Regions from separate parts of the Mus musculus genome. Here all the other regions are linked to region 5. The links are chromatin contacts, called in public HiChIP or PLAC-seq and promoter capture Hi-C maps. All regions are on one chromosome and are shown on one strand. Each heading gives the region's core, a stretch centred on a gene start, on an enhancer-like site or on the middle of the called end of the contact. The rest is flanking DNA. Distances are from core to core; before and after follow the strand shown. Region 1 overlaps Notch2 (notch 2). Region 2 has its middle 2.7 kb from the start of n-TQctg2. Region 3 overlaps Notch2 (notch 2). Region 4 overlaps Notch2 (notch 2). Region 5 holds the start of Sec22b (SEC22 homolog B, vesicle trafficking protein). Region 6 overlaps Notch2 (notch 2).

Region 1 (2,752 bases), core at 85-2,584, 210 kb before region 5:
TCTCTAGAGGTTCATACCTAAGGAAGAGTCACAATGCAGAATAATTCTAATCTACTTTCTTTTCATGGGCAAAAAGATCTTGCTCACTGTAGACAAACTATGTGGTGGTCTCCTCAAGTTATGCCCTCCCCAAACAGGCTCCCGGGAGAGGCGAGACCCCAGGGTGAGCAGCCAGTGTTTCCATGCACGTTTACCTTGGACACAGCCTTACAGAAGGCACTGGCCTCTGCCTGTGGGGAAGCAAAGGTGGCTTTGCAGGCATTAACCCAAGCACGGGGATGGAAAGTTACCATCTGCTAGGAAGTCTCAGGGAGCAAGACACGCGTGGCCTGAAACGCTAAAGGAAAGGCTGTGTTTCCACTTAGGAAGGTCTGGAACAGAAAGAGAAGTACAGAGCAGACTGCAAACCTTCCAGAGACGATGAGAAACAGGAAACAGGTGAAAAAGTGATTTTCACTGAGGGACCCCTTTCCCAGCTTGATGGGGCTAAAGGAGGCCCCCTCCAAAGACAAGGAGTGTTACCTGTGAATCCCGGAGAGCACACACAGCTGTAGCGATTGATGCCGTCCACACAGACTCCGTGCATACAAGGGTTGCTGGCACAGTCATCAAAATTAATTTCACAATTAAGGCCTGTAAAGAGACCCAGAGAAATGATTCTGTGTTACCACAGGAATGTCAGCACTTCCGCCTGTGGTGCTACTCAGTCAGAAGTCTGTAGGGGATCCAGGCCATCCGATCAGAACAAAGCGACGCATCGCCAAGTACAGTCCACAGAAGCCAGAACTGAGAAGCCAAGAGGACTGGATTACTCATACTTAGCCATGATTTGTCCCTTCTACTCTGTTGTCATGGAAACGGTACAAAGGCAATATAGGCAAAACTGTCAGCATCTCTGCCAGGATCCAGGCTGCAGGCCCCAACCAGATGGACACATATCTACATACCCACAGCCAAACAAACACATGCCCGCTTCATGGCTTTGGTGAGGACAATAAAATCTGTCACTGTGTAACTTGTTAACTCTCAGCCCTCAGGTTGAGAGAGCATCACAGCCAGGAGGAGCAGCCATGGCCTGAACCATGAACTGAAACAGCGGCAGCCTACCGTTCTAGAATCCCATTTTAACTAAAACAAAACAAACAAAACAAGAAAACATACTGCAATCATTAAAGTGCATCTAAGCAAGCTATGTGGGGTCCATAGACTGTTTTGTGGTATAAAAAGTGTAAAAGTAAAATCTCATGTAAGAATACAGATAAAGCTCCTAGACCAAATGTCACCATTTGAGTCACTCACCAACCGTCCTATCTGTAAGTGATCAGACATTTGTTAATAATTACCACCTCTATGCTAGCTCCAGAATGTCATGCAGCCCTCCTATGTCGCTGAGGCTAACCACAATGACCATTAATGAGAGACAAGCTTCCATATTCCTGTATGCAGGGGTGGGCCTTTTAGCCTCCGGCCCCCAGTCCATGAAGTCCTAGCATGCCAGTACAGCTCCAGACCCTGAGGTCCTGGTTCAGCTGAGCTGCCCACAAGCGTCTACACTGGCAGAGCAGCCCTCTGGGGCCTCAGGTCTGCAGCTCTCCTCTGACAAGGTCTGGGGTTCTACTGTTTCTTAGAGCCCGAGGAGACTTCTATGCTGTTGCTGAATTGGCTGCTTTTCTGTTTTCTCTTCCTTATGCTAGATCAAGCCATTTTAGGTGACTTGAAACTCAAGAGAACTAATTATTCCAAGAGTTTATCATTATAAAGGACAGATGAGAGAAGACCCTAACAGTGAGCGTGTCTCTCCCTTTGAGCACCCAGACAGTGGAAACCACAGGAACGGTGAGCAAGCTATGATGATTCCTTCCTTCCAAACATCAAACTACCAACAGAGACTGCATGATACCTGGATCGATCAGAAATCGTGACTCCGTGACAGTCTATCCACACTGTCCCCTAAATGGACTTTCCAGCCAGGCCGGCAGCACCTGCCAGCTCCTTTCTACTGAACACAGACCAGCAAGTCTGTATGTTGCCTGCAGCTCTTTGCTCTAACTCTTCAAACAGCTGCAGCAATGGGTCTGGCCTCTCTCTGCATGCTGCCTGCTGCAAACCATGAATATTAACTTCTTGCCTCTGTCCCTGAAGGAAAGTATACCTGATACACTCTGGCACAAGGATATAATCCCAGAGGAAAATAAGTTCTTGCCAACCCACCACTCGCCAGGTTTCCAGCGTGTTTGTTACAATGAGGGAGACAGCAAGCCTAACACAGCCCCTCCATTCTAAAGGCCCCTATTCAACTGCTTGTAAATCTCTCACTTTTCCTTCGTACTGCAATTTCTCATGTCTGGGGACCAGCCCGGAAGCAAATTGCTTTTGGAAGGTTTCACAAAGCCCTATTCAGTCCTTTGAGGGAGTTATCTAAATGTGGGGAGGGGACCCACATTCTCAGCTGTGAAGGCATGGGATGTTTTTCGTATGCTTGAGCAATTCAAAAAGGACTTTGTTTTCAAACTTGGCATGTGTGAGGCCCTGGATGAAGACCAGGACCTTTGACAAGTTTGAAGAAATGGATTTGAAGTAACACAATGAAATCAGGGCAGCTCCCCACTCCCCTGCCTCTGCCCCCTCCATAGGCCGACTTCCTTAAGTCCAGGATGAGCCCCTACAAATCACCCCGTGTATCCAGTAGGCCCTCTGCTCCGCAAGGCTCACACTGGTTAATCTTCCACTCAGACATTTCCCTTTGATCTCT
Region 2 (2,799 bases), core at 296-2,795, 220 kb after region 5:
TGGCTGTTCTGGAACTCACTTTGTAGACCAGGCTGGCCTCGAACTCAGAAATCCACCTGCATTTGCCTCCCAAGTGCTGGGATTAAAGGCGTGCACCACCACTGCCCAGCATCAGGGCTTTTCTTTGAACACGCCCCTAGGCGGGCTTTCTTGAGAACCTGCCCAAGTAAAGTCACATTTTGTGCGCTGTCCCCAACTGTCTGCCAGTAGGCACCCATTCCCTTTCCTCAGGGACTCCAAGGGCAGAGAAGATCTCTGTGGTTGTGAAATTCTTAAAATTTTAAGAGTTGATTTTGGGGCTGGAGAGATGGGAGCACTGACTGCTCTTCCAGAGGTCTTGACTTCAATTCCTAGCAACTACATGGTGACTCACAACCATTTGTAATGGGATCTGATGCCCTCTTCTGGTGTGTCTGAAGAGGGCTACAGTGTACTCATATACATTAAATAAATCTAGAAAGAAAGAAAGAAAGAAAGAAAGAAAGAAAGAGAGGGAGGGAGGGAGGGAGGGAGGGAGGGAGGGAGGGAGGGAGGGAGGGAGGGAGGAAGGAAGGAAGGAAGGAAGGAAGGAAGGAAGGAAGGAAGGAAGGAAGGAAGGAAGGAAGTTGATTTTGCCTTCCTTGGCAGAACATTGCCTGTTTGGGGTTCACCCAAAAGGTAGGGCCAAGAGAACACACATTCTTCCCCATCTTCTCCCATAGCCCTTTCTACGTTGACTATCACCCCACCTCACCACACGGACTGTCACAAAAAGAAAGTATGTCAAGGAGGACAGAGGCTGGACCCGAAGCACTGGAGAATGTTACAAGGGGATGGCAGAAAGGAAAGCACGTGGAAGCAGAGATAAAAGACTCGAAAAGGACTAGTGGGCGGGGGTGGGGATAGAGGAGATTGGAATCCAGTAAAGTCCAAATCCTGCACCGAAAATCACCAGCGGCCATTTGAGGGTAGGAAGTGGACAACTACAAAGAAAAAGCAAGGCATACTTGGGGCTGGAATCTTACATCAGAACAGAAAGCTCCAGCAACGTGAAGGGTTGGGGCCTTGTGACCAGCCTAAAACGCCCTTCTTTGCGCCCGTACCCAAAAAAGTATTTGTTCTCATTCTGGGAAGGACAAACAAGAACAGTCAGTGAGTGTTGTGTTTTATAAAAAGAAAGAGCCAGGAACATGTTTGGTAGAGCGCGAGGTATGGTGAGTTGGAAGGGGATGTCTCTGCGGGCCTATGCTGAGACACCCCTTCTCCCTTCGGTGAGCTTATTTAGGCCTCGGGGAGGAGAGTTGAGGGGGTAGAGACAGTGGAGAGGGAGGGGGGAGGGGAATGGGGAGAGAAGGGACTGAGAAGGAAAAGAGTAAGAGGGTAAGAGAGTGGAGAATGAGGAAGAGGCAAGCAGCCCCTTTTATACTGAGTCAGGCGAACCTGGCTGTTGCCAGGTAATTGTGGGGCGGAGCATAAAAGGAATGCTGACAACGAGGAGGAGGGCGTGAGCCCCGCATCTGACAACTCCTGCTTGGATCCAGTCTGACAAGGATAAGTGCTTGGGGAGGAAATTCTTGAGGGCGGGGGTGAGGTGGGGTGAGGGGTGGATTTGCATATCTACAGCCAATCAGAAGCTACTCAGGGCTGTGATTCCGTGGTGTAAAGGTGCAGATGTTAGACTCTGGGTCCAGCGATCCGTGTTCAAATTTCAGTGTGGCCTTTTCCTTTAGTGGAAACCAAAGCTGCTGACTCTTACTGTGAAATGCCGTTCTCAGGAGAGCGCCATGGAGAAAGTTGCTGGCCAGTACATCTTTGCAGAACATAGCAGGCGTGTGTTACAGTGTTCATTATATTGGTGAAGTGACTGTGTTGTTTATACTTGTGGAATGCAGACCGTGGGAGTGAAAAGGGCTCTCTTATTCCAGACTCCAGCACGCTTATTTCAAGTGTCCTCCTGCGACGGCTAATCTTGGTGGTCAACTTGACAGTGTGTCAAGGAAGGCAGAGCCCCATTTGGGAAGATGCCTACATGGGATTGTGCGTGGGCATGTCTGTGGATAATTTTCTTGATTGCTAATTGATGTAGGCGGGTCCAGCTCACTGTGGATGACGGTTCATACCTTAGTTATGTATGCTTGGGCTGAATAAAAAAGAACCAGAAAAGGTGAGCAAGCCAGAAAGTAAGCTTTTCTCCACAGTTTCTACTTCAAGTGCCTGCCTTAAGTCGAGGGATGTCTTGACTTCCCTCGATGATCTATGAAACGAAATAAACTCTCTCCTACGTCCGTGAACAGCTCTAGAATGTGACAAGTAAGGACAGATCTGTTAATCAATCAAAGCGACTTCTTGGCTCAGGCAAGTTAACTGCTTTAGGCTTCACTTTCTTTTTTTTAAAATATTTTTTATTACATATTTTCCTCAATTACATTTCCAATGCTATCCCAAAAGTCCCCCATACCCTCCCCCCCACTTCCCTACCCACCCATTCCCATTTTTAGGCTTCACTTTCTACTCTGTTAAATGGAAACAATGGAAATATCTACCTTGTTGAGTGGTGGGACTCACATAAAATAATGCACACACAATGTCACTCTTGATATGTCCAGAGTCTATTGGTCAGAATATTTTATCCCAACAACAGAAAAGCAAACTAGAACGGAAATGTCTGTTCTGGAGCAGGGTGTCCCCCAAACCCTGTAACAGAGGATTATGCAAAATCTTCCCTAACTATTGGCTACACTTTTCTACCAGTATCCTAAGGTATCTTGTGGGCAAGTAAGGGGCTCCAGAAACTTCTGGAGAGTTCTCTCTCTCTCTTTT
Region 3 (2,724 bases), core at 185-2,684, 230 kb before region 5:
CAGAGCAAGCTGTGTGGCCTTGCAGGCAAGTGCTCTGAAGGACAGACAGAGGAGACGTGGACAGATGGAAGACATACATTATCTGATTATGCGACTCCATGAAAAGGCATGCTCACTGTATTATATATGAAGGTAATATGATCTCAAAAAGATATCAGCAATACTTTTTAATGGCAAACTGACTAAAAAATGATATAGAAAAACCAAATCACAGCCAGGAGAGCATGAAAAAGAGTCCTTCATGGTTAAAAGTTTGTTGTGAATCGACGGACAGAACAACAGCCCAAATGCACACCGGAGCTTAGAATTTGATCAAAGTTCCATCTCAAGTCATTGTAGAAAACATCAACCATCCAGTCACATGGGAAAGCCACTTCAGGATTCTAGTCCAGGATAAAAACACAGAAGAATGTCTTTATAAATCTTGAAGCATGGAGGATAAAATCAACTACCACTCAGATGCAAGCAGCCATAAAAAAGATGGATAAATTCAATATGATTAGAAATAATCTGCATGTAAAAAATCCCCAGAGACATCTGAAAGATTCCGACCTCAGAATAAGACGTCTGAAAGATTGCAACCCCAGTACATCAGGAAAATATCCACATCACACAGCAAAGACAAACAACTTCTGCACATAGTAAGGACAGACAGCATCTACAGAAAGGAGGAAGGGATAAATCCCAGTGGGAAAACAGGAACTTGTAAATATGCTAGATGATGAATTACATAGAGAGGATGCAGCCAGCATTGCCACTTAAATGACACTTAACCTCGGTATAGTGGCCCAGCAGACTCTATTTCTGAAAACACATTCTGTAACGTGCACTTATATGTGTCCTTTAAAAAAAAAAACACCAATGTCTATCACTAGAGGACCAGTTAAGCACAATACATAATGTTGTCATAAAGGGGAATTCTGAAGCTATGAGAAAATACTGAAGAAGTTCCCTATTTTGATATGAAAATATTCCAATTAAGTAAAAAGGTCAAGAGAAAAACAGCATCTTTGATACATCTTTAGAGTTAAAAATGGAGGGGGTAAAACTATCTTTGAATTTGGCTCCTACATACATAATGCAATTCTGAAAGATAGCCTTTTAACTCCTCTAGAAACACACAAGAGGCTGTCTGCAGTGTGAGGGGAGAGGGAGGGCGCGGTGCTGGGGGTGAGTACAGTGGGGAGTGTGTCTTTACTGCATGTCTTTCCATGCATATGTGGACATGTTTACCCTGTCCACATGCACATATCACCTTATCTACTCACAGATTAGATTAAAATGGGAACCAGAAAGTGGAAGCAAACAAAGCCAGGACGTGCTCCCAGTCTCACAGGATACTTGGTGTTTGGCATGAGGAGTAAAATAAGCATAAAGCTTCCATGTAGACGGAACTATCAGTGATGCACAGCTTATCATGTGAGCGTGACCTCATTCTTAGCCTGAAGCAAACACAGGATGACAGAAGTGTTCTAGGTTAGCCTATGCACTGGGAGCAGGAGGTATGCGCAGGCAACATCCAAGGCCTGGGAGTACAGTGCTGAGAACAAGCACTGGAATAACTCACTGTACTGTAAGAGAACTCCAGAGTCGCTGGGAGCAGTCACAGGTGGACAGGGTGGATGGCCAGAGAGGAAAAGTCAGAACAAATATACACTATGTCAGGCACCTGGAAAGATCAGCACACAGGATATAATCCAACAAACATTCAAACAGACCACACTGGAAGAGAACCACACTATAACAGACCATTAAAAGGCAATCTTGGAAACACTGCAAAGGAGAGCCAGGTATCGTGAGAGACCATCAGTAAGACTAACTGCTAAGTTCTCGGTGAAGACCACGGCAGGAACATCAGCGAGAAGACACATCTGAGGAGCTGGCTCAGAAACAGTCAACAGATCAATAGATATACTAGATTATTATTCTAAGCTACCACAAAGAAGTATTTAGGAGCCAAGCAGTGGCACAAGGCTTTAATCCCAGCACTCAGGAGGAAGAGGCAGGCAGATCCCTGAGTTCAAGGCCAGCCTGGTCTATAGAACAAGATCCAGAAAAGCCAGGGATATACAGAGAAACTCTGTCTCAATACAACAACAACAAAAACAAAGAAAAAGAAGGAGGAGGAAGAGGAGGAAATAGACGAGAAGGAGGGGGAGAGAAAAAGAGATTGATTGATCAGTTGATTGATTGATTGATTGATTGATTGATTGAGAAAAGACAAAAATCTCATTGGCTTAGGAGATGTTCCACTCTGGGACTGGATGCATCTATGTCTATGTGGTAGTCTGTGGTACAGTACAAACGCATGCCCTTTCCTGGGTTCTCAGCCTCCACAGGCCTTGGAAGAACAGTAATGAGTGGTTCTGACACACCTCTGGGAGCGTGATGTGTGTCACCTCCACACTGAGTAAAAGCCCCTGCACAGCCCTATGCAGTTTCTCCACCTTTGCTGTGGCTGCCTTGGAGCCTGCAGCCCCAAAGCACAGAGAAAGAAAGGCAGCAACCCAACACCTGTGCAAGTCTGAGTGCCAAAACAGCAAACAAAAAACCCCAACAAAACCACTATTGTGCTATCTGAGACTTGATATATATAATTAGCTACCACTAGAATTGTAGCTTGTTCTAACCAATACCATTATTTAAAGGCATTAACCACTCGGGCATGGTAGTACATGCCTATAGTGAATTTGAGGCTGAGGCTACTTGGAATTCTGGGAACAG
Region 4 (2,700 bases), core at 23-2,522, 160 kb before region 5:
CCCAAAAGAAGGAGAGGAGGGGAAGATACAGGAAGGAGAAGAAAGGGGAAGAGGGAGGAGAGAAAGGGAAAGAGAAGGTTTGGAAGGGACATCCCCACTTTATGTTCCCATAAATCTGACACAGTGCATTAACCTTTACTACAATTATTTATCTTCTCTAATAGACAAGAGTTATTCTCTACTATACCCTATGTGCCAAACACAGTGACTAGCATATGGAAGCCATTCAGCTGTTCAAATTCTTAACGGATGCCAAAGGGCAAGATGCAAGGGTCCACATAATCTTTACAACTTAAAGGCTCCAGACTTCAATTACACTGGAAGTTTGGGAACCACTGGGTTGAGCTGTTTACCTAAAGGATCTTTAAGCTAATTAAGATTCTTGATACACAAAGCACCTACCTCTTAACCTTCATAAACCCAAGGCTATTCAAAGCTGCCCTACCCCATATGGAATAGATTTCTTTAAATCACATTTTCCTAATATATATGTGTGTGTGTGTGTGTGTGTGTGTGTGTGTGTGTGTGTGTGTTACTCAGCTTTCAGAGTGCATATCTGCTGCACATAAACCCTCTGACTGTCACATACAACAGAAATTGATTGCAGTGCCCATGTAAGAGGCTCACACTGCATTGCTGTGCCCAGAAGCAGACACCAGGCAGCACCAGCTCTGCCAGATTTACCTGCAAGCCTCTCAAGATGCTCTTAAGAGCAAACATGACTATTAAACCACCACTGTCACAACACCCAACCCCAAAACTTGTCCACACAAAAGATAACTTTTATGGCATTTACACCAACTAACATTTATTACTTTGATGGTAATGAGAACAATTAATTGCCAAAGAAAAATGAGTGGTGTTCACTTCTTTGAATGATGTTCCTCGTTAATTTAGTAGAAACCCTGGCTGTAACTAGCACACATCACCTCAGCCAGAGATGGCATCGACCAAAAGCGGGCAGCAGAGGGATCAAGGGTAGTTCACTGTTGTGATCTCAGCTCCTCTGCTTCAAGAACATCATTGCACATTAAATCAAGAACAAACAGCAGAAACAGTGGCTTTCTGGCATCTGGCACTTCTGGGGAAACAGGAAGCTTTCCAATGGCTCCTGAGCCCTAAGGTGGGCTGGCACACTCCACCATCTATGTTTGGATCATCAGCTCAGGAACTGTCACTGGTGGCATTTTAAATGGGCATAAAGTGACACAGAACTGTCAGCTTGACTCTTGGCCTAAAAGATGTGATATCTAGCATTTTTAAGGAAGTTTGCTGACACTTGCTCGAGGGCAGGACACCACTGACATCATAAAGGCAAAAGGCTTACAGTTTAGGTGAACTCTTGTTCACTGCAAATAAGGCCATTTCTGCAAGAGATAATAATGCTCAGCTGGTAGAACCCTCGAGTCCCCTGTGTGAGTCCCTAGGTTTAACTCCCAAGACCAGAGCAAAAGAAAGAGAAGGAGAAAAACAAAACAAACAAACAAAAAAAAAACAAAAACAAAAACAAAAACAAAAAACAAAACAGGGTTATAGAAACCAGGCCACTTGAGAAGCAGTTATTATGAAGTATGCTTAATTTCAGAAAGACAGCCCAATGCCACACCATCTGTATAGAGAAAAACAAAGACTGGGAGCATAGCTCAGAGGTAGAGCATTTGACAACAGCAAGACTCCAGATTGGTTGCCAACACCTAAATAAATAAATAAATAAATACCTAAAACAGTAGACATCTGCAAAATAATTATGGTTCCTAACTACTCCTCTTAAAAACAGAGTCATTGCCTATCAGGGGGAGGGAGGAAGATCAATTCTTGGGAGTAAAACTTATCTGAGACTTTATAGTGGTCTGTGGCCTTTCATACTACAGAAACTAAACATCCAACAGACACGCTGAACTTACCACTCCACTGTGCCCAAAGCGAAGGCAAAGGGAAGTGCAGAGACACTTGTGGGGCAGTAGCAGCAAGCACAGCAAAGCCAGAGCTGACCGGCCCAGGCTGATCTGTGCTTCCAGATGGAGCCCAAGGCCAAGGTCACAAGTGTAAGCAAAGACAGTCTACAGCAGGAACTATCATGGTCCATGCCACAGACATTCTACATCATTTCTGGAAAGGTGCTTCACTGACTAGAGATGTGGGCAAAGCCACTACAGATGGACCCACACTCTCCTCAGCACTGCCCAGCAGCCTTCAGGACGGTTCTATGGGAGACTCTGAGGGCATGGGTGCATTCACAAGTGTATACACGTGTGGGTAAACACTCACAATCCAAGTCTGTCACATATAAAACATGTGTGCAAACGTACATAGCCATGTGTGTCCAACGGTTGTGACCTTTTGTCTATCTAAATGAATATTAAAGTTTTTACAATGTTTGGCCAAGGGCTCCAGGATGGCCCCAGATCTCTCTGGTAAAGTTGCTGACCCACAGCCCTTTCCTCAGCCTAGCCTTGGCTCTGCTGCTGGACATGTTACCTTGAACAAATCACTTTACCTCTCTGATCCTCAGTCTCCCTTGTGTTAAAAAGAAGATGCTTGGTTCTGGGCAGAGGGCTCGGTGGTTATGAGCACTTGCTGTTCAAGCAGAGGACCAGAATTCAGTTCCTGGAACTCACCTGGCAGCTCACAACCCTCTGTAACTCTGCCTTCAGGGACTCTGATGCGCTCTTCTGGCCTTCCAAGAGCCCCAAGCATTTT
Region 5 (2,700 bases), core at 70-2,569:
TCCATTACCCTACTTGTTAGCAGTGTGACTTTAAGCCTAAGAGCCCCTGTGAAGGGCAATAAGAGCACACACTCTGACATGGGTGGTATGAGGAGGGCCAGAGAAATAGCACCCCTAGCACTCTCAGGACAGTGCTGTTCTATATGAGGCTGTGTGTGACGTTCTGTCTACTATCATGATGGTAAAACAAGAGTCTGAGACCGATGCTTCTGCAGACATTGAAGGTTCAGAAAGGCTTATTATTTAAAATCAAAATTAATAAAGGGAAATGATAAATCACAACCAGAAAAACAAAACAAAACACTTCTGTGGAGAACTTCTCATCAATGAAACAAACCAATATTGGCAGACCAATATCAAATAAATACCAAGTTTAAAATTAAGAAAGAATCCATGAATTTTTTTCAGAAAAATTTCAAAGCAGAGAGTAGGGGCCCACTGATATTGAGTAGCATTTCAGACCCACTTTGGTCCCTCTCCTCCATTAGACTTCAGTGCAACTGATCAGATTCTGCCCATCTCTACCCCACTGATACCCCTCACGGGGAAAATATTTTTCAAAGGAAGTGTTCTCTAAGACTCCCAGCCCCCAATCTCCTTTGTCCGGATCATATTCTTGGGCTCATCTGAATAATATACTTTATGAGAGCAGGAGAAAATCAGGCATAGCCGTGAAAGTAGGCACTTTACTGAACCTTGACAACTTTGTAAGTGGCAATATTACCTCATCCTCTATCAAAATATGTCATCGAGCTAGGTCAAGGATCAAGAGCTACAGGAAAGCGAGGTGAAGAAACCAAGGGTTGGTCTTCCCCAGATATATTAGTCAGCAGCCTTAACAGCAGCCCAAAAGAAAAGTCCTAAATTCTAAGAAGGTCCCTAAAAAGTCATCACAAACTGGGTGATCAAATTAAACCTGGATAAGCTTTCTCCGGGGCTTCTGTGTAGAGAGGAACAGTTACCACCATAACTCTAACTCCTTCCACAAGGATTTCTTCTCACAGGTAGTCTTTTCACGAGCAAACGGTAAAAGAGCTCTCGAGAAGAGGGGGAAGGAGTCTGTGAGGTCGCTAGGGTCTCACTAGCCGGGAGCAGGGCGAGCTCGGGGCTCCGGCAGCAGCTTACCTGCTCGTCCTCCTGCATCGAGGCGGCCAGCGGAAGGCCGTCCGCCACACGGGCGATCATCGTCAGCAGCACCATCTTCCCTGGCTACGGAGACCAGGCCGCCTCAGTCACTGTCCCTTCTTCTCCGGCGGCGGCCAGTTACACCTCCGGCTGAGGTCCCCAACAGCTAGCCGCTGGCGTCTCCGCTTCCCGCTGAGGTGGCCGGAAACGACTTCAGAGCTTTCCACTACCGGTCCTTTCAATTGGCTTCCCACCGAGAACCACAACCACCGGGAACTTTAGTTCCGCAGTCATTCCTCCGACCAAGTCCCGCCCACATTTGTGAATTTTTGTTTCCACTAAGTGGTGTCTCTGCAAGAGGAGTGGCGCTCAAGCTTAGTAGGGCTTGAAAGGTGACTGAGAGCGAACTTTTTAGACGAATGGAGTATGAAGCAACTGTAAAGCTATGTATTTTCAGATTTTTTTTACAGAGCATTTTATGTATAATATTTTATAATCTGTGTATGTCTCAGCAGAGATTCGTTTCTTGAGGGTTTTTCTGGCCTGGGTGTTTATACTGTCACAAAGTTCTTAAACAGTTTGTGGTAAGAGATTGGCAAATAGGAGCTGGAGAGACCGCCCCAGGGATCAAGAACTCTGGCTGTTCTTTCAGAGGACCGGAGTTCAACTCAGCACCCGCATGCTGGTTTACAACCATCAGTAACTCCAGTTCCAGGGGAATCTGACACCTTCTTCTGGCCTCTCCAACCTTTCCATGCACGTGCTGCACAGGCAGGAGCGGAAGTAAGCCACCCCCACACATGAAACTTTTAAAAAGAGATCAGCAATATTTAGTATTATATATATTTATTCATATATATATGTATATATATGCATATATTAATAAATGAAGAAGTACAGGGGGATCACATACATCATTAGCCTCCCCAAATCTAGGTTCTTGGCTGCCTCTATCATGGTATAGAAAGGGGAATCTTACCAGGCTTTCCAGTAATTTGGTTTTCACTTGCTTTTGAAGCAACCTCTAGATAATCACCGTTAAGGAAGAGTTCTCATCTCTCTCTTCTTTGGTGTCCTCATCAATGAGATAGGGATATTCTTGGCCTCAAGAGGGTTTTTGTAAATATTAAATGAGAAGAACGTGGAGGTACAGGGGTTTTGTAAACTTAGAAAAGGAAGGAAGGAAGGAAGGGAGGGAGGGAGGGAGGGAGAGAGAGAGAGAGAGAGAGAGAGAGAGAGAGAGAGAGAGAGAAAGAAAGGAAGAAAGAAAGAAAGGAATTATACAAATATACTTATTACATTAGTAATAACTATTCTTTGCTAAATACTTAGTGTCTTATGATTATCTGAACATTTAACTAAACAACTCTGTGAAATTTGTTAGCTGAAGGCTCTCACTTTATACTTGGGGAAGACTGCAAAGATTTTTCCAAGCAGGTCATGTAGTTAGAAGTGATGTAAACAGGCTTTGAGCTCAAGTTCAGCTCTAGCTACTGATTAATAAGCATTCTCTCATATTATCTCTCCTCTTTCATATATAATTCCCCCCTCCAGACAGTGTCTTGCTATGCAGCT
Region 6 (2,770 bases), core at 125-2,624, 180 kb before region 5:
AGCTTTGTGCTCTTTATAGACTCACAGAGCGCCCTGGACTGTGAGTTGTTCAGTAGGTGTCTGCTTCTGAGTTTCCTCACTGTCATTCCGTAAGGGCTTAAAAACCTGGAATACACTGCTGGCCTATAGTGAGGCCCAAGCTAGATATGAATAAGGAACCACGGGCAGGAGGCCTTCCTGGTCTAGCCCATGCCTTCGCAGCTGTTTCCACCCACATGGCTTCCTATCAGCTGTAAAGGGGCCTCTAGGATGTGGATGCTTCAGGTGATCACCCGGGTGATCTGTCAACTGACAGGAAACCAAAACTGGGGGTGGGAAGGCAGCATTCCAGAAGGTGGGCTGGAGGTCAAGTTGTAACAACCGGTGAACAAAGAAGGTGAAGTGTGAGGAGTGTTTTCCCATCTTCTCAGACAGAGTGTCTCAGCCTAAGATATGTTCCCGCTCCATCCCTATAGTCTTCACACACACACACACACACACACACACACACACACACACAGGGTGGTGAGTGTTTCCAGGGCAACTCACCAATCAGAGTGACCAAAGCAGAACCACCTCACTCAGCATCCAAACTCCAGCACACAGACTCTGCTCGAAAACCCTGGAGCTCGCGGCCCACCTCTGGCACAAGCACTCAAATTCAGGCCAGATGTTCTTTCTGAAACCAGAGCAAGAGCAATCCTAACCCCCACTGAAGGCTCACTGCCTTTATTATATAGGAGAGTGAAGAGAAGATGTGGTCCACTTGATTGACTCAAATTTACCTAACTTTCATTGCTTGCCTCTGCTTCGTGTCCCAAAGCAGTGTTCCAAGCCCAAGTTGAAATTACATTTCTGGATTAATAATGAGAGCAGGAAAATCAATCACATCTGCCCTGGGAATGAACTCAAAACCAAAAGCAGCCACACAGAGGAATTTGTGAGTTGAGCTTAGAGTCAACTTTAATTCTGAAGGAAATGAACCTTTAAGAAGAAAATTCAAATAACCATCTATGTAGACAAAACATTAATCTACACTGCCCTCATAAATTTGGGGCTTTTTAAAGTTCTTCCCTTCCGTGGACATTTGCCAGAGTAGAGCTATCCTGATAAGAAGGCAGGAGTCCAACAACGGCTGCATAATAAATGCAACTGTGCTGAGCCTGCACCAACCCTCTGTACTTTCCTGCCTAAGGAATATCTGCATATTCACTTTCTCCATCAGTCAACCCACCCCCAACACACGTGAGCAGAGCTGCCTAGTTCTGGGGGCCTGTAGACTTGGGAAAACCCTCACTAGTGACTGAAGATGAAAAGCTCTGTACTGAGCTACAACAGCCCCACCCAGCCCCTGGGGAGGAGCTACCGCCAAACAAGGTCAGAAGGAGGCTGGCTTGCTCACCATGGAGTACCCAGAGGCAGAGTTGCTCTGCCCTAAGCCGAGGGGCCAGCAGCAGCCAGCTCTGCACAGCCCCTGAAGCTGTAGCAGCACCTCTCACACAGAAACAACAGAGATGCACACGGGTGCTTCTAAAACTCCTAACAGCCACTTTAAAAAAAAAAGTGAAATTAACCCTTCAAACTCAATACATCTAAAACACTGTAACTGTGAGACTTAATCTCTAAACATTCCCAAATGGAATATTTAACCTTTTCCTATCAACCTCCTCAGAAATCAGGTATTGTGCAGCACTTACAACACCCCTGAATTCAGACATGTCACACGTCAGACTCTCTCAGGCACATGACTAGCAGCTATCATAACAAATTGCTCCAGAGTGTTCATCATAACTGATGCTGCTGAAGAAACACAAAGGCTACAAGACCTACTGCTGCACCCTGATTGTCAAGACCCCCACAGAGTACGTAACATACACGGGGTATAACAGGCCATAAACAAAGCCCAAGAAAAAGAAACTCTTCACTGCAAATCAACGATGAACCGAACTGGAGATGCTTCTATTCACCTGGAGGTCTAGAGCCGAGAAGGGTGGTGTTTCCTGCTAACCCACTTATGGAGCAAAACTGTCCTGCTGTCCTCACGAAGGACGAGGCAACCTCCCGATTTCCCCATGGATGTGCAAACCCATGCCGGTTCCTTCTACCAAGTAACCTCTGCCACTCTCCTGGGGCAGGCTAGAAACCTCCTCTCCTCTCCCACTAGTCCCGTACAGCCCTCTTTGCCTATCAAACGCAGGCCAAGCAGCGCAGACTTCAACTACAGCTGGGAGCCGAGGGGGGTTATGATCAGTTGCAGCAGGCTCTTAGGTACAGGCAAGAGGCAGCGCACTGGCAATGAACCCTTCACGCGGTGTGAACTCCTAACCTCAGAGTCACCGGTGAGGTTCCCAAGAAGGGAAAACAAATCATGAAATCCTAGAATAATGAAATCAGAAATTGAATTTTTGAGCATTAAAGGCACTTCAATGGTCTTTATCCGTAAAAGATAAAAAATAAAAGGCCACCTCACAGAGCCCTCTTGATACAGAAAAAAAGAGACCACAGATTTGAAACTCAATAAATCTAGATTAAAACATGAACCCAATCACGATTTATTTACCAAGGGCAGATAATTTAATTCTTTTAGGTATGCATTGTGCATCATCATCATCTAATAAGAAGGATACTCAATAGGTTATACCGCTAATAGAAAATATGCAATTAGCACATTAAGATGCTGACACATCTAAGTCGTGAGTTGAAGCTCTGCTCATTCCTGTCAATTATGTAGAGCTCAGAGCACTAGCAGCAATAAAAACAGGGCTCCTGGGAAACACAACTACCTCTGCCT

Evidence for each region. Promoter capture Hi-C pulls out the DNA fragments that hold promoters and counts their contacts. HiChIP or PLAC-seq counts read pairs in DNA pulled down with a chosen protein or histone mark.
Region 1: a contact with region 5 is called in a promoter capture Hi-C map of liver. The contact joins the enhancer-like site here to the promoter of Sec22b in region 5. A contact is called at or near these places in 17 of 39 promoter capture datasets (the 3T3-L1 cell line, the C10 cell line, the HPC-7 cell line and 12 more), 1 of 15 datasets of contacts at CTCF or cohesin (the NIH/3T3 cell line), 9 of 484 Hi-C or Micro-C datasets (CD8 central memory T cells, LSK cells, Th2 cells and 6 more), 12 of 115 datasets of contacts at active chromatin or transcription factors (the NIH/3T3 cell line, bone marrow-derived macrophages, double positive thymocytes and 7 more) and 4 of 9 other capture datasets (adipose tissue, embryonic stem cells, liver and 1 more).
Region 2: a contact with region 5 is called in an H3K27ac HiChIP or PLAC-seq map of trophoblast stem cells, with 25 read pairs. The contact joins the enhancer-like site here to the promoter of Sec22b in region 5. A contact is called at or near these places in 20 of 39 promoter capture datasets (the 3T3-L1 cell line, the C10 cell line, the HPC-7 cell line and 15 more), 2 of 15 datasets of contacts at CTCF or cohesin (CD8 T cells and embryonic stem cells), 26 of 484 Hi-C or Micro-C datasets (the AML12 cell line, B cells, CD4 T cells and 18 more), 34 of 115 datasets of contacts at active chromatin or transcription factors (CD8 T cells, the SCID.adh cell line, acute myeloid leukemia and 24 more) and 5 of 9 other capture datasets (adipose tissue, embryonic stem cells, liver and 2 more).
Region 3: a contact with region 5 is called in an H3K4me3 HiChIP or PLAC-seq map of bone marrow-derived macrophages, with 4 times the contacts expected there. The contact joins the enhancer-like site here to the promoter of Sec22b in region 5. A contact is called at or near these places in 26 of 39 promoter capture datasets (the 3T3-L1 cell line, 3T3-L1-derived adipocytes, the C10 cell line and 17 more), 1 of 15 datasets of contacts at CTCF or cohesin (large pre-B cells), 11 of 484 Hi-C or Micro-C datasets (B cells, CD8 central memory T cells, bone marrow-derived macrophages and 7 more), 9 of 115 datasets of contacts at active chromatin or transcription factors (the NIH/3T3 cell line, the SCID.adh cell line, bone marrow-derived macrophages and 5 more) and 3 of 9 other capture datasets (adipose tissue, liver and macrophages).
Region 4: a contact with region 5 is called in an H3K4me3 HiChIP or PLAC-seq map of bone marrow-derived macrophages, with 2.8 times the contacts expected there. The contact joins the enhancer-like site here to the promoter of Sec22b in region 5. A contact is called at or near these places in 3 of 39 promoter capture datasets (3T3-L1-derived adipocytes, hematopoietic stem and progenitor cells and liver), 1 of 484 Hi-C or Micro-C datasets (bone marrow-derived macrophages), 5 of 115 datasets of contacts at active chromatin or transcription factors (the SCID.adh cell line, bone marrow-derived macrophages, effector CD8 T cells and 2 more) and 3 of 9 other capture datasets (adipose tissue, liver and pancreatic islet).
Region 6: a contact with region 5 is called in a promoter capture Hi-C map of liver. The contact joins the enhancer-like site here to the promoter of Sec22b in region 5. A contact is called at or near these places in 9 of 39 promoter capture datasets (the C10 cell line, the HPC-7 cell line, HPC-7-derived erythroid cells and 5 more), 2 of 484 Hi-C or Micro-C datasets (CD8 T cells and bone marrow-derived macrophages), 4 of 115 datasets of contacts at active chromatin or transcription factors (bone marrow-derived macrophages, double positive thymocytes, embryonic limb bud and 1 more) and 4 of 9 other capture datasets (adipose tissue, embryonic stem cells, liver and 1 more).

What each region holds. Positions count from the first base shown.
Region 1 is chr3:98,104,928-98,107,679 of GRCm38.p6, reverse strand. It overlaps Notch2 (notch 2), which reads right to left. Exons shown (of 34, transcript NM_010928.2): 12 at 523-633. Among named protein-coding and RNA genes, the nearest start is that of Adam30, 54 kb to the left of the region's middle. Within about 2 kb of position 1,334, at least 116 of the 459 cell types and tissues checked have an H3K27ac peak or open chromatin away from gene starts, as enhancers often do. A contact at or near this core is called in adipose tissue, liver, muscle stem cells and 3 more, where this site is marked.
Region 2 is chr3:97,682,772-97,685,570 of GRCm38.p6, reverse strand. No RefSeq gene overlaps it. Among named protein-coding and RNA genes, the nearest start is that of n-TQctg2, 2.7 kb to the right of the region's middle. Within about 2 kb of position 1,545, at least 39 of the 459 cell types and tissues checked have an H3K27ac peak or open chromatin away from gene starts, as enhancers often do. A contact at or near this core is called in craniofacial prominence, differentiating embryonic stem cells, epiblast stem cells and 2 more, where this site is marked.
Region 3 is chr3:98,127,706-98,130,429 of GRCm38.p6, reverse strand. All of the region lies in intron 22 of Notch2 (notch 2), which reads right to left. Among named protein-coding and RNA genes, the nearest start is that of Adam30, 32 kb to the left of the region's middle. Within about 2 kb of position 1,434, at least 6 of the 459 cell types and tissues checked have an H3K27ac peak or open chromatin away from gene starts, as enhancers often do. A contact at or near this core is called in bone marrow-derived macrophages, where this site is marked.
Region 4 is chr3:98,058,608-98,061,307 of GRCm38.p6, reverse strand. The region is part of intron 2 of Notch2 (notch 2); the gene reads right to left. Among named protein-coding and RNA genes, the nearest start is that of Gm40103, 34 kb to the right of the region's middle. Within about 2 kb of position 1,272, at least 35 of the 459 cell types and tissues checked have an H3K27ac peak or open chromatin away from gene starts, as enhancers often do. A contact at or near this core is called in bone marrow-derived macrophages and hematopoietic stem and progenitor cells, where this site is marked.
Region 5 is chr3:97,899,846-97,902,545 of GRCm38.p6, reverse strand. Sec22b (SEC22 homolog B, vesicle trafficking protein) reads right to left here and starts at 1,319. Exons shown (of 5, transcript NM_011342.4): 1 at 1,126-1,319. The coding sequence starts at 1,200.
Region 6 is chr3:98,084,520-98,087,289 of GRCm38.p6, reverse strand. The region is part of intron 5 of Notch2 (notch 2); the gene reads right to left. Among named protein-coding and RNA genes, the nearest start is that of Gm40103, 60 kb to the right of the region's middle. Within about 2 kb of position 1,374, at least 102 of the 459 cell types and tissues checked have an H3K27ac peak or open chromatin away from gene starts, as enhancers often do. A contact at or near this core is called in CD8 T cells, the HPC-7 cell line, adipose tissue and 5 more, where this site is marked.